Linked DNA regions of Sus scrofa: region 2 is linked to region 1. The links are chromatin contacts, called in public Hi-C maps. All regions are on one chromosome and are shown on one strand. The core of a region is the stretch at or near the end of the contact, and the rest is flanking DNA. Distances in the headings are between cores, read along the strand shown. Region 1 holds the start of CREBBP (CREB-binding protein). Region 2 overlaps CREBBP (CREB-binding protein).

Region 1 (4,924 bases), core at 2,050-4,549:
CTTTCCTTCCTTCTTTCATTCTTTCTTTCTCCCTGCCTCCCTCCCTTCTTTATTTCCTTTTTGGCCATACCTGTGGCATTCTGAAGTTCCCAGGCCAGGGATCCAACCCGTGCCACTGGTCTTCAAACTCCCGTGGGTATGAGTATGCCCAGTCCTGACACATCCAGGTCATTTATGTCTGGGTCACAGGGACTGATGGCCTCAGTGTCCCCCTCGTCGGGGGAATGGTGTGAGCTGATTTGCCCACTGCTGTGTAAACCCAGGGACTCTGAGGGCCAGGTGGTGCCCCTACCCATCCAAGCAAAGCCTCAGGCCAGAGCCCATCCGTCTTCGTGTCCTGGAGGCCTTTAGGACTCAGGAGGACCTGACAGTTAATTCATTCATTCATCAAATTTTGCAAACCTATCTCTCGCAGGGCATGGCACTGTGACGAAGACCTGGCCCCCGCTCTCAAAGGGCCCGTGGACTCGTGATGACAGGGCCACCCAAGACACATTCGGGTACAGAAAGCTGCTGGCCCTGTGTTCCTCTGTGGCTCTGAACACCTCCTGGACTCCTCAGATGCTTCTGTTTATGATTTCTAGGGCTTCCTCTTTGGCCTCTTTGAATAGATAGGGATTTCTTTCCTTAGTTTTTGCCCCCAAAGATTAGCACAGTGGCAACACCTTCGGAAGATTCTCAAGGGATATTTGATGGAAAAATAAAAACACGAAGAATGAAATGACAGCGTACGGTGTGTGTGGTATGCCCTCACAGAGTATGCCCGCAAGTGTTATGCGACCCCTAAACCGGGCTGGGAGGGCTTCTTGGAACAGGTGATATTTGAACTGGGTCTTGGGATGAGTTAGAATTTGCCCAGCTCTAACTGGAACAGCTTTTGCAGAAGTATAAGGAAGTCTGAGTGGTGAGAACTTCCTAGCGGCTGTGTGGGTGTGGGGGAGTGAGGGTGGCGAGAGGAAGGGAAAGTGGAAGAGAGGGATGCAAGGGAGGGGGCTCAGTCAAGATTCTGAACAATACAGATAAATAGAAAAAAGGAGAGAGAGCACTCAGGCTTGACACTTGAAGACAATCAGTTTTTTTGGCATATATCATATATATACACACACAGTACTTTATGATATACACGAAACAAACTATACATGTTGTTTTCCACCCGAGACTATATAAATGTGTTTTTTTTTTTCCCTACATGTAGGAGCTATTTGTTTTAAGCAGAGTTCTTTCTTTTTCCAAGAAGTTAACTCAGGTGGTGCATTGGGAGAAATGCAGATTGTAAGGGACACTGAGGTGGGAAGATGCCACCACCCTGGAGAAGCAAGAAGACTCTGGGGGGAGTTCCCATTGTGGCGCAGTGGTTAACGAATCCGACTAAGAACCATGAGGTTGCGGGTTCGGTCCCTGCCCTTGCTCAGTGGGTTAACGATCCGGCGTTGCCGTGAGCTGTGGTGTAGATTGCAGACGCGGCTCGGATCCCGTGTTGCTGTGGCTCTGGCGTAGGCTGGTGGCTACGGCTCCGATTCAACCCCTAGCCTGGGAACCTCCATATGCCCCCCAAAAAAATAGCAAAAAGAAAAAAAAAAAAAGACTCTGGGGCAGTGGAACGAGGAGGAAGAGCCATTTGTCCAGGTAAAGGATCTGGGGAGGCAGGTTGCTTGGTGGGTGGAGGGAGAGGAGGACTCACAGAATTCTGGCTTAGGAAACAAACAGGTCGTTGGTGATACCCTTCAGATAAAGACGTGGGATGAAGCCCAGGCAAATTGTGAGAAGCAGATAATGAGCTGAGATGTGTGAACACCTTAGATTTGTGTGTAACTGTCCTGCGGATAGTGGGCACGCGGGCGGGCCTCCGGGGGAACCTCACACCTGACTGCAGCACCTGCGGGGTCCAGATGGTTGCGTAGGGCACGAGGGCCCTAAGCCCTGATGTAATGGGGCCTTCTGGGCCCGGCGCAGACTGAGTGTGCTTGGCTGGGAAGCAGCGCTCACCACTTCCCGGTGCAGGTGAGGGTGTCGGACCTGGGGCCCCTATTGCATCAGGCTGGGGAACAAGGGCTCAGGAGTCCTGCGTCCTCCTCACTTCACGTGGAGGCCTTCGAATCTCGGCCCTGCCACTTCCTGCCTCAGTTTCCCCATCTGCACTCGCTCACGGGCGGACCCAAGAGCAGTCTGTAACCTGCAGAGGCCACGACACAACGCTGGCATCCGGCGGGGAGAAGCTGCCAGCCCTGGTCACCGAGAAGGGTCGCGGAGCAGGGGCGCGGGGAGCCGGGACTGGGCAGAGTCGCCTGCGGGACGGGCAGGCCCGGGCGGCGCCAACTCCGCGCCTGGGGGCCCGGCTTGCTGCCAGGCCGCAGCCAGACCCCTCGCCGCCCAGTCGCCGTCAGAACAAAAGTGGCGGCGGTGCCCGGCGCCCGGCGCCCCGCAGGCCCGGCCCCCGCCGGGCAGTCTAGCCGCCCCGCCACTCGGCCGCACGACGTACGGCAGCCGCGCCTTCGGCCCTTTCCGTCCGAACGCGCTCGGCTCTTTCCGCTGCGGCCGGCGCAGGTGGAGGGGGCGGGGCGGGGGCCGTGCGTGGTGACGCCGCGGGGGGGGGTGACGCACCGGCGTGCCCCGCCCCCTCCCCCTCCCCGTTCAGGCTCTGGAAAGAGAAGAAAAAAAACTTTCTTTTTTTTTTAATTGAGGAATCAACAGCCGCCATCTTGTCGCGGACCCGACCGGGGCTTCGAGCGCGATCTACTCGGCCCCGCCGGTCCCGGGCCCCACAACCGCCCGCGCACCCCGCTCCGCCCGGCCGGCCCGCTCCGCCTGGCCCTCGGCGCCCGCTCCGGCGGCCCCGCTCGCCTCTCGGCTCGGCCTCCCGGAGCCGCGGCGGCGGCGGCGGCGGCGGCGGCAGCGGCGGCGGCGGCGGCGGCGGAACGGGGGGTGGGGGGGCCGCGGCGGCGGCGGCGGCGGCGGCCCCGCTTCGCTCATTGTTTTTCCTCGCGGCGGCGGCGGCGGCGGCGGGCCGCGGGCAGGGAGCGGAGCCCGGAGCCCCCCGGTCGTCGGGCCGCGAGCGAATTAATTAAGTGGGGCGCGGGGGGGGAGCGAGGCGGCGGCGCGGCGGCGGCACCATGTTCCCGGGGACTGCCTGAGCCGCCCGGCCGGGCGCCGTCGCTGCCAGCCGGGCCCGGGGGGCCGCCGGGCCGCCGGGGCGCCCCCGCCGCGGAGTGTCGCGCTCGGGAGGCGGGCAGGGGATGAGGGGGCCGCGGCCGGCGGCGGCGGCGGCGGCGGCGGCCGGGGGCGGGCGGTGAGCGCTGCGGGGCGCTGTTGCTGTGGCTGAGATTTGGCCGCCGCCTCCCCCACCCGGCCCTGCGCCCTCCCTCTCCCTCGGCGCTCGCTCGCGACTCGCGGCTCGCGCTCGCTCTCCCCTCGCAGCCGGCCGGGGCCGGCGCCGACCCCCGCCCCGGAGCCCTCGCCGGCCCCGCCGCCCGCGCTCGGGGCTGTTTTCGCGAGCAGGTGAAAATGGCCGAGAACTTGCTGGACGGACCGCCCAACCCCAAACGAGCCAAACTCAGCTCGCCCGGCTTCTCTGCGAATGACAGCACAGGTGAGTAGGGGGCCGGGCGGGAACAGGGGCCCCGGGGGTCGCTGACAGCCCTGCCCGGAGGTGAGTGCCCCCGGGGGACCCGAACTCGAGGGCGGGCGTGCGGGGCCCTTTCCCCGGGACCCCGGCCGCGGAGGGGGAAGTTTGTCGGAAGACTGCCTGGGGCCCGAGTGGGGCGGCACATGCCCGGTGCGCTCGCATAGCCCGGAGTTGGCGAGCCCTCCTCGCGTGGAGCCCGAGTGGTACTTCCAGGGGGGAAAAGTAAAGCGGAGCGTGTTTGTTCTGCGTGGTGAGTCCCTTTGCCACCCTCTGCCGCCGTGGGTCGACACACGCGTGGCTGTTTGAAGGGATGACAGCGGAGGGTGCGTTTGCCAGTGAGGGAAGGAAAGCGTGCAGCCCAAAGGGGACCCGAAATGTTTTCTGAATTGGTAGCACATTCACAAGGCAACCAGAAGACACGCAGAGCTGCAGCCAGCCTCTTGAGTTACGACTTAGAAGTTTTTTGGAATGTGCTGCTTGGGAAAAATGCTTAGTAGTTACTTTGAAAACTCTTGTTGTTGGTCTCCTGAGCTATCCCATTTTTCACAGCCCCAAACTTCGGAAGACGTCCTAAGTGGGGTGTTTAATTTCAAGACTGTAACTTCGGAAGAAAGTTAAATAGCAGATTGATCCGGGCTGCAATCTGCAAGTGAGCTTGTGTTGCTTTTACAGTGAAGATGTAAGAAGAAAAAATATGTTAAGGAATGGGGGAATTACAGTCTTCCTCCCTAGTTTTTTCGGTAGGATACTGAATAAATTCACTGTTTTAAACATCTTCCCTGGAAACTTTCTTAGGTGATCACATCAATTACCTAAGGGAAGTGTTTTAGTTTTCTATTCATTTATAGTTTTAGGTTCTTCTGGGCTGGTTCATGGTAGCGTTATGAACTAGTTGTATTTCCTCTTTCAGAGCTCTCCTTTGCGTTAAAAACTTGTGCGCTTCGGTGAACGATTTGATCCCCAGCGCAGCTTGCATTTCTCCACTGTGATCTTGCAGTAGCAGCATCTGTAAATCAGTTTATAATGAATGGGTCAGAATTGAATTATATTGCTGCAGCAGTGCCTTCAGATTTGCAGTAGACACAGCTGTTCAGCTTGTGCAAACATTTCTGTGACTGACCACTAGCGTTTTTCTGCTAGTGGTCTAAAAATCTATTGCTATTGTTGGAACAAAACTTGAGTTTTGTGGCTGCAGTTTTACTACAATTCCTAGACTATTTTTTAATGTAGAATTGAGAGAAAGTGTAAAAAAAAAATCATGAGATTCTTGTCTAGTTGAAATGAAATTTGTTGAAACAGTTG
Region 2 (5,018 bases), core at 761-3,260, 54 kb after region 1:
TTCCCTTGTCAGTACTGGCCAAGTTTTTGTAGGAAGAGCACTGTCTTGGCTTTAATGCCGCGTGTTGGTTTTGTGCTTTCCTTTTCCAGCTGCCTTTACATACGTTGTCTTTAGGAATGAGGCTCAGTGTCTGTAGAGTGTTAAGATGCCTCTGGGTGTCCTCAGCCCACGTCTCTGCCCCAGTGACCTGACTGAGAATACTTTACTGCCACGTGTGTTTTTGCTAGGACTTCACACAGCTCGGGTTTGGTTAGACGTCGAGCCACATGTGTTTGAAACAGTGCTATGTCTTTGGGTGCGCTTTATGGCTTGAGATTTATGGCATTTAATAAGCTGGGCAGGATTGACTTTATCCCCTCCGTCCTCTTCTTGCGGCCACGCAGGCCCCAGAAAACCCTGGGTTTGGGTCCTCCCCCTACCTCCTGGGACTCCTGTCCATGTGCGGGTTCTCCTGCCCAAGCATGAAGCCCACAGTCGGTCTGTTTCAAGAACTTGTTTAATTTTTCTGCTCCAAGGGAGAGGAAGGACAAAATTCTCTGAAATTTGAGCCTTCTTTTTTTTCTCCTTTGAGTTTTACTGGAAATAATCGAAGGCCGTGTTCACTAAAGCCTCCTTTGCACGCTCTGCCGCCTCTGCCTCTCCTTCCCCGAGCTCCTGCATGACCTGTGTGGGCGTCACCTTGTTTCCCCACTGTCCCCGCTGCTTGCTCAGTTGCATTATTTTTCAAGCGGATTGTCCGTCCGTGGAGGAGAGGGGGCTTCTTGGCCTACCAGGAGAGCTCTCCTTGTAGAGGCTTGGGGTAAGGTTTATTAAGAGCTTGGCCTTCTGTCGCATTGTAGCTGAGTTGCGGTGAGGTCTTTGTGAAGTGTGCAGGGCTCTTTTCTTAGCTTTTCCCTTCTCTTTCCTCCTCTTTTAGCATCTTTTCTCTTCCTCCTCTTTCTCCCTAGCCATTGTGGACTTGGTAAGGGTTGGCTTGGCTCAATCCTAAAGAGGCTGCTTTCCTACCAAAAAAAAAAAAAAATGTTAGGACTTGGAAGAATGAGGGGAAGTAATGGATTTAAGTTTCATCCCCTCTCGTTGGCTTGGCAGTGCGTCCTGTTGCAGGCTCTGGGAAATGGCACGGAGGCCGCAAGGCGGTGGAGGGTTGGGGGCCCATGTAGTGGGGATGGCAGGGGGCGCCCTGCAAAGTCCCAGTCTCCTCAGCAGGCAGCCAGCCGCCCCTGGGGAGCATGGCCTTAGTGGGGTCCCCTCACCCAGGGACAGGCACTCGGCCTCGTGGACTCTGATCCCAGCTGCCTCTCGTTGCCAGTCGCTGGGCCTTCAGTAGTGGGATGCCCTAGGATTCAAGGGCCGATTGTGTATAACCAGAAAAGTCCCTGGGTTTTAGGATCACCAGGAACTTTAAAGATCACCTAGTGTCATCTCAGTGCTTCATGTCTGAAGGCTGAGGAGCACTAAAGCTTAGGGGGAGCGAGAGGTCGCGGTCACACTCCTTGTTCACCACGGACTCGGGATTGGTTCCCCCACTGGCCTCGGCCTGTGCTTTCGCTTGTGAATTAAGGCAGACTGTACCTGGGAGCCGGTGTGTCTTAACCGGTGAGGAACACCGTCAGTGCTAGGGCACTGCTTTAGTTGCTGGAAGTTTCTAGAACAATTGGGCAAACACCAATGAGGCCCCAAGCTTGAGACCTTGGCAGTGGTCTGCTGTCCTGTCACCTTCTCTTTAGGAGTTTGCACTGTTCTGAGTCACATTCTGGACACATATTATCCAAGTGTGGTACCATGAGAGTCAGTAAATACCTGTACCTGTCGGCCAGTTACAATTTATTTGTCTATGGGGAGTGTGCAGACGTGGGGCCACGCTTTCCACGTTGTTCAGCAAGGTGGGCTGCTCACGCGGCCCCACCTCTTGAGCCCAGTTCTCCTATTCCCAGGTGACACAGGACAGCCGGGCAATGGCTTTGGCCTCGCGATCTGTAGAGTATTTCTACTTACTCTTTATTTGCCAAGTCGAGCTCCTGGAAGGAGTCCAAGAGCAAGCGGGTGATAGCAGACAACTGAATGCAGCCGTGCCTCTCCACGAAAACTGCTTCTCTTGGCTTTCTCCCAGCAGTGTTAGGTTGCCAAGAGAAAATGCTTTTGGCTTTCCAGATGATATGGCCACACTCTGGGTTAGTTCTGGGTTTTGTTTTTCTGTTTTTGTTTTTTTGGGTTTTTTGTCCTTGAAAAGAAAGAATACTTGTGACTCATAAATTATTTGGCAAAATTTTGCTCACTAAATGGTGTTTTTTTACACACTTCATATGAATTTTTGGTTTTATGTGTATACCAACACGTGAAGAAAGATGCTAAAAACTTGAGGTTAATAAACCTGTTGGGTTAGGTTGAAGCCACATCAAATGGAACGTTTGTTGCTTTTTCTTCGGCATCTTGCAAGTGGGAGTTGCATCAATCTCTTTTTTGGTGGGAATGGTCTTTCTTGTTCACTTCTTCTATGTTTTGATTTAAATTTCAATCCAGGGAGTTCCCATCATGGCTCAGTGGAAACAAGTCTGGCTAGCATCCATGAGGACACAGGTTCAATCCCTGGCCTCGCTCAGTGGGTTAAGGATCTGGCGTTGCTTTGAGCTGTGGTGTAGGCCGGCAGCTACAGCTCTGATTCGACCCCTTAGCCTGGGAACCTCCATATGCCACAGGTTTTGCCCTAAGAAGAAAGAAAGGGGGGGGAAACATATTTCTACAACTGGTAAGTGTGTAAGATTGTTTTGGTCACATTTATTTCGTGATTCTCTGAAAATGTCTCAGTAAAATGACAGTAATCCCCCTGGTGACCCTTCCTGTTGGAACCACTCCCCACCATCACACATTCGCTGAAAAAAAATGTTCATTTTACTATTACTCTCCACGTTCTTCTGAAAGAGTTTATATTTCGTGTAAAACAGTCCCCCAAAGCCAAGTAACAGTGTACTAGTCAGCACCTATAGCCCTTGCTACACGTCAGTCCCTCTTCATGGGGCTTCAATATGTGAATCCACTTAATTCTCTTAAGAGGAGGTGCTATTACCTCCATTTAACCAGTGACGAAACTCAGGCACAGAGAGGTTTAAGTAAATTGCCCAAGTTCACACAGCTAGCAAGTGGCAGGGCCACCCTCAGACCAGGTAAATATCGCCAGAGTCCACAATGTCTCACTGCCCCTCAGGACAAAATCTTATTTGTGGCCATGTTCTAATAAAACTTGTGTCTCGTTTTCTCAAAAACAGGCATTCGGCTGCTTTGGCCTCCGGGCCGTGTTCGCCAGTGCCTGCTCTTGGTGCACTGAGCCTGTCTCTGACAGCGGTTTCTGGAGCTCGGAGGAGACAGGGTTCTGCCTAAGCAGGGGTGATGCGCTTGTGGTGGGGGCGGCGTGAACCTCACAGCAGGTTCACTGCCAGCTGATTTGCTGTTTCTAAGCTTTCTGACCACCCTTTATATATCAACGAAGTGTCATTTTCTCCCCACCCCTTTCTCTCTCTCCCTCTCTCTCTCTTTTTTTTGGGGGGGGGGCACACCTGCAGCATATGGAAGTTCCCAGGCTAGGGGTCAAATCAGAGCTGCAGCTGCCGGCCTATGCCATAGCCACGCCAGATCTGAGCTGCATCTGTGACCTACACCACAACTCATGGCATCACCAGATTTTTAACCCACTGAATGAGGCCAGGAATCGAACCTGCGTCCTCATGGATACTAGTCAGATTCATTTCCACTGAGGCATGACAGGAACTCCGCAGCTAAAAATTTTAACCTGTCCTATTGTCCTTAACTAAACTTATCGCTAAAGGTTATATTTTGTTTTCTTTCTGTTTCCTGACCAGCATCAGTTACACATGCACACCCTGGCAGTACTTCCTCTGATCACTCTGCTGTGTAGTGTGGTTTTAAGTGTATATCAAGATGTGAGGAAAACTGAAGAACTCAGCTTTTGAAAAAACAAGGTGTTTAGTGGGTTCATCAAAACCACATCAAACTCAGTGTTTGCTGCCACTCAGAGCATTTCCGAAGCCCTGATGGGCTGGCTCTCGGTACAGTTGGGACGTGGCAGCTTGTTTCTGGCTGTGCTTCTCCGTCCTAGGCATCCTTCCTCTTCCCTTTCCTGATAGTCTCAGCTCATCACACAGTGTGTCCCCTGAAGCTTTGGGCTCATAAATGGTTATGATCTGTGAGGGTGCCTTTCAGCAGGATGTTTGGAGTTGAAAACTGGGCACAGTTCATCTGTGAGCGTGGTTGTTGGATGAAGGTCGATGGATGGGAGTCCGTCTACGGGGACAGGCCTGCAAGTGGCAGGGGCGTGTGAGGTCCTGGCAAGAGCCAGCCCTTCCCTGACACTTGTGAGGGAAGTGCCTTCCCCAAGGATAGGCATCCTTAATCTTTAGGGGGTCTTAGGACCCCCTTTGAGAATCTGATATTGGACTTGTTCTCTCAGAAATGCACCTCCCAGAGTTCCCATTGTGGCTCAGCGGTTAATGAACCCGACTAGCATCCCTGAGGACTCAGGCCTTGCTCAGTGGATTAAGGATCCGGCAGTGCCATGAGCTGTGATGTAGGTTGCAGACACGGCTCAGATCTGGTGTTAATGTGGCTCTGGCGTAGACCAGTGGCTGCAGTTCTGATTGGACCCCTAGCCTAGGAACTTCCACATGTTGCGGGGGCGATCCTAAAAAGACAAAGAGACAAAACCAAAAAACAAAACAAAAAAAACGCACCTTGCACAAATGTGTTAGGGCGTGACTGCCCCAGCACCCCTCCCTGCCATGGACTGCCCAGCACTCCCTGGCCCAGCATCTCACCATCAGGGAGTTTGGGCCAGGAGGTACCACCTGTGGTGCCCCTAACTGCAGAGGGACTGTTTCCTACGAAGGAGCAAGAAAGTGAATACTGGGCTTCTAGTCTTGTCGAAACCCATTCTGGGAGAAACTTCATGAACAGTGTGACTTTGCCTTGACACAGCTGGCTAGTTCCTCGGTTCTCAGCTCCTCCCT

What was found. A called contact is a pair of places that touch in the nucleus more often than the background predicts.
Region 2: a Hi-C map of embryonic fibroblasts shows a contact between it and region 1, with 2.2 times the contacts expected there. A contact is called at or near these places in 1 of 5 promoter capture datasets (liver), 4 of 47 Hi-C or Micro-C datasets (blood, embryonic fibroblasts and heart right ventricle) and 2 of 2 datasets of targeted methods (alveolar macrophages and skeletal muscle).

Annotation. Positions count from the first base shown.
Region 1 is chr3:38,385,067-38,389,990 of Sscrofa11.1, forward strand. It overlaps CREBBP (CREB-binding protein), which reads left to right and starts at 3,300. Exons shown (of 31, transcript XM_005662184.3): 1 at 3,300-3,586. The coding sequence starts at 3,502.
Region 2 is chr3:38,440,376-38,445,393 of Sscrofa11.1, forward strand. All of the region lies in intron 2 of CREBBP (CREB-binding protein), which reads left to right. Among named protein-coding and RNA genes, the nearest start is that of CREBBP, 55 kb to the left of the region's middle.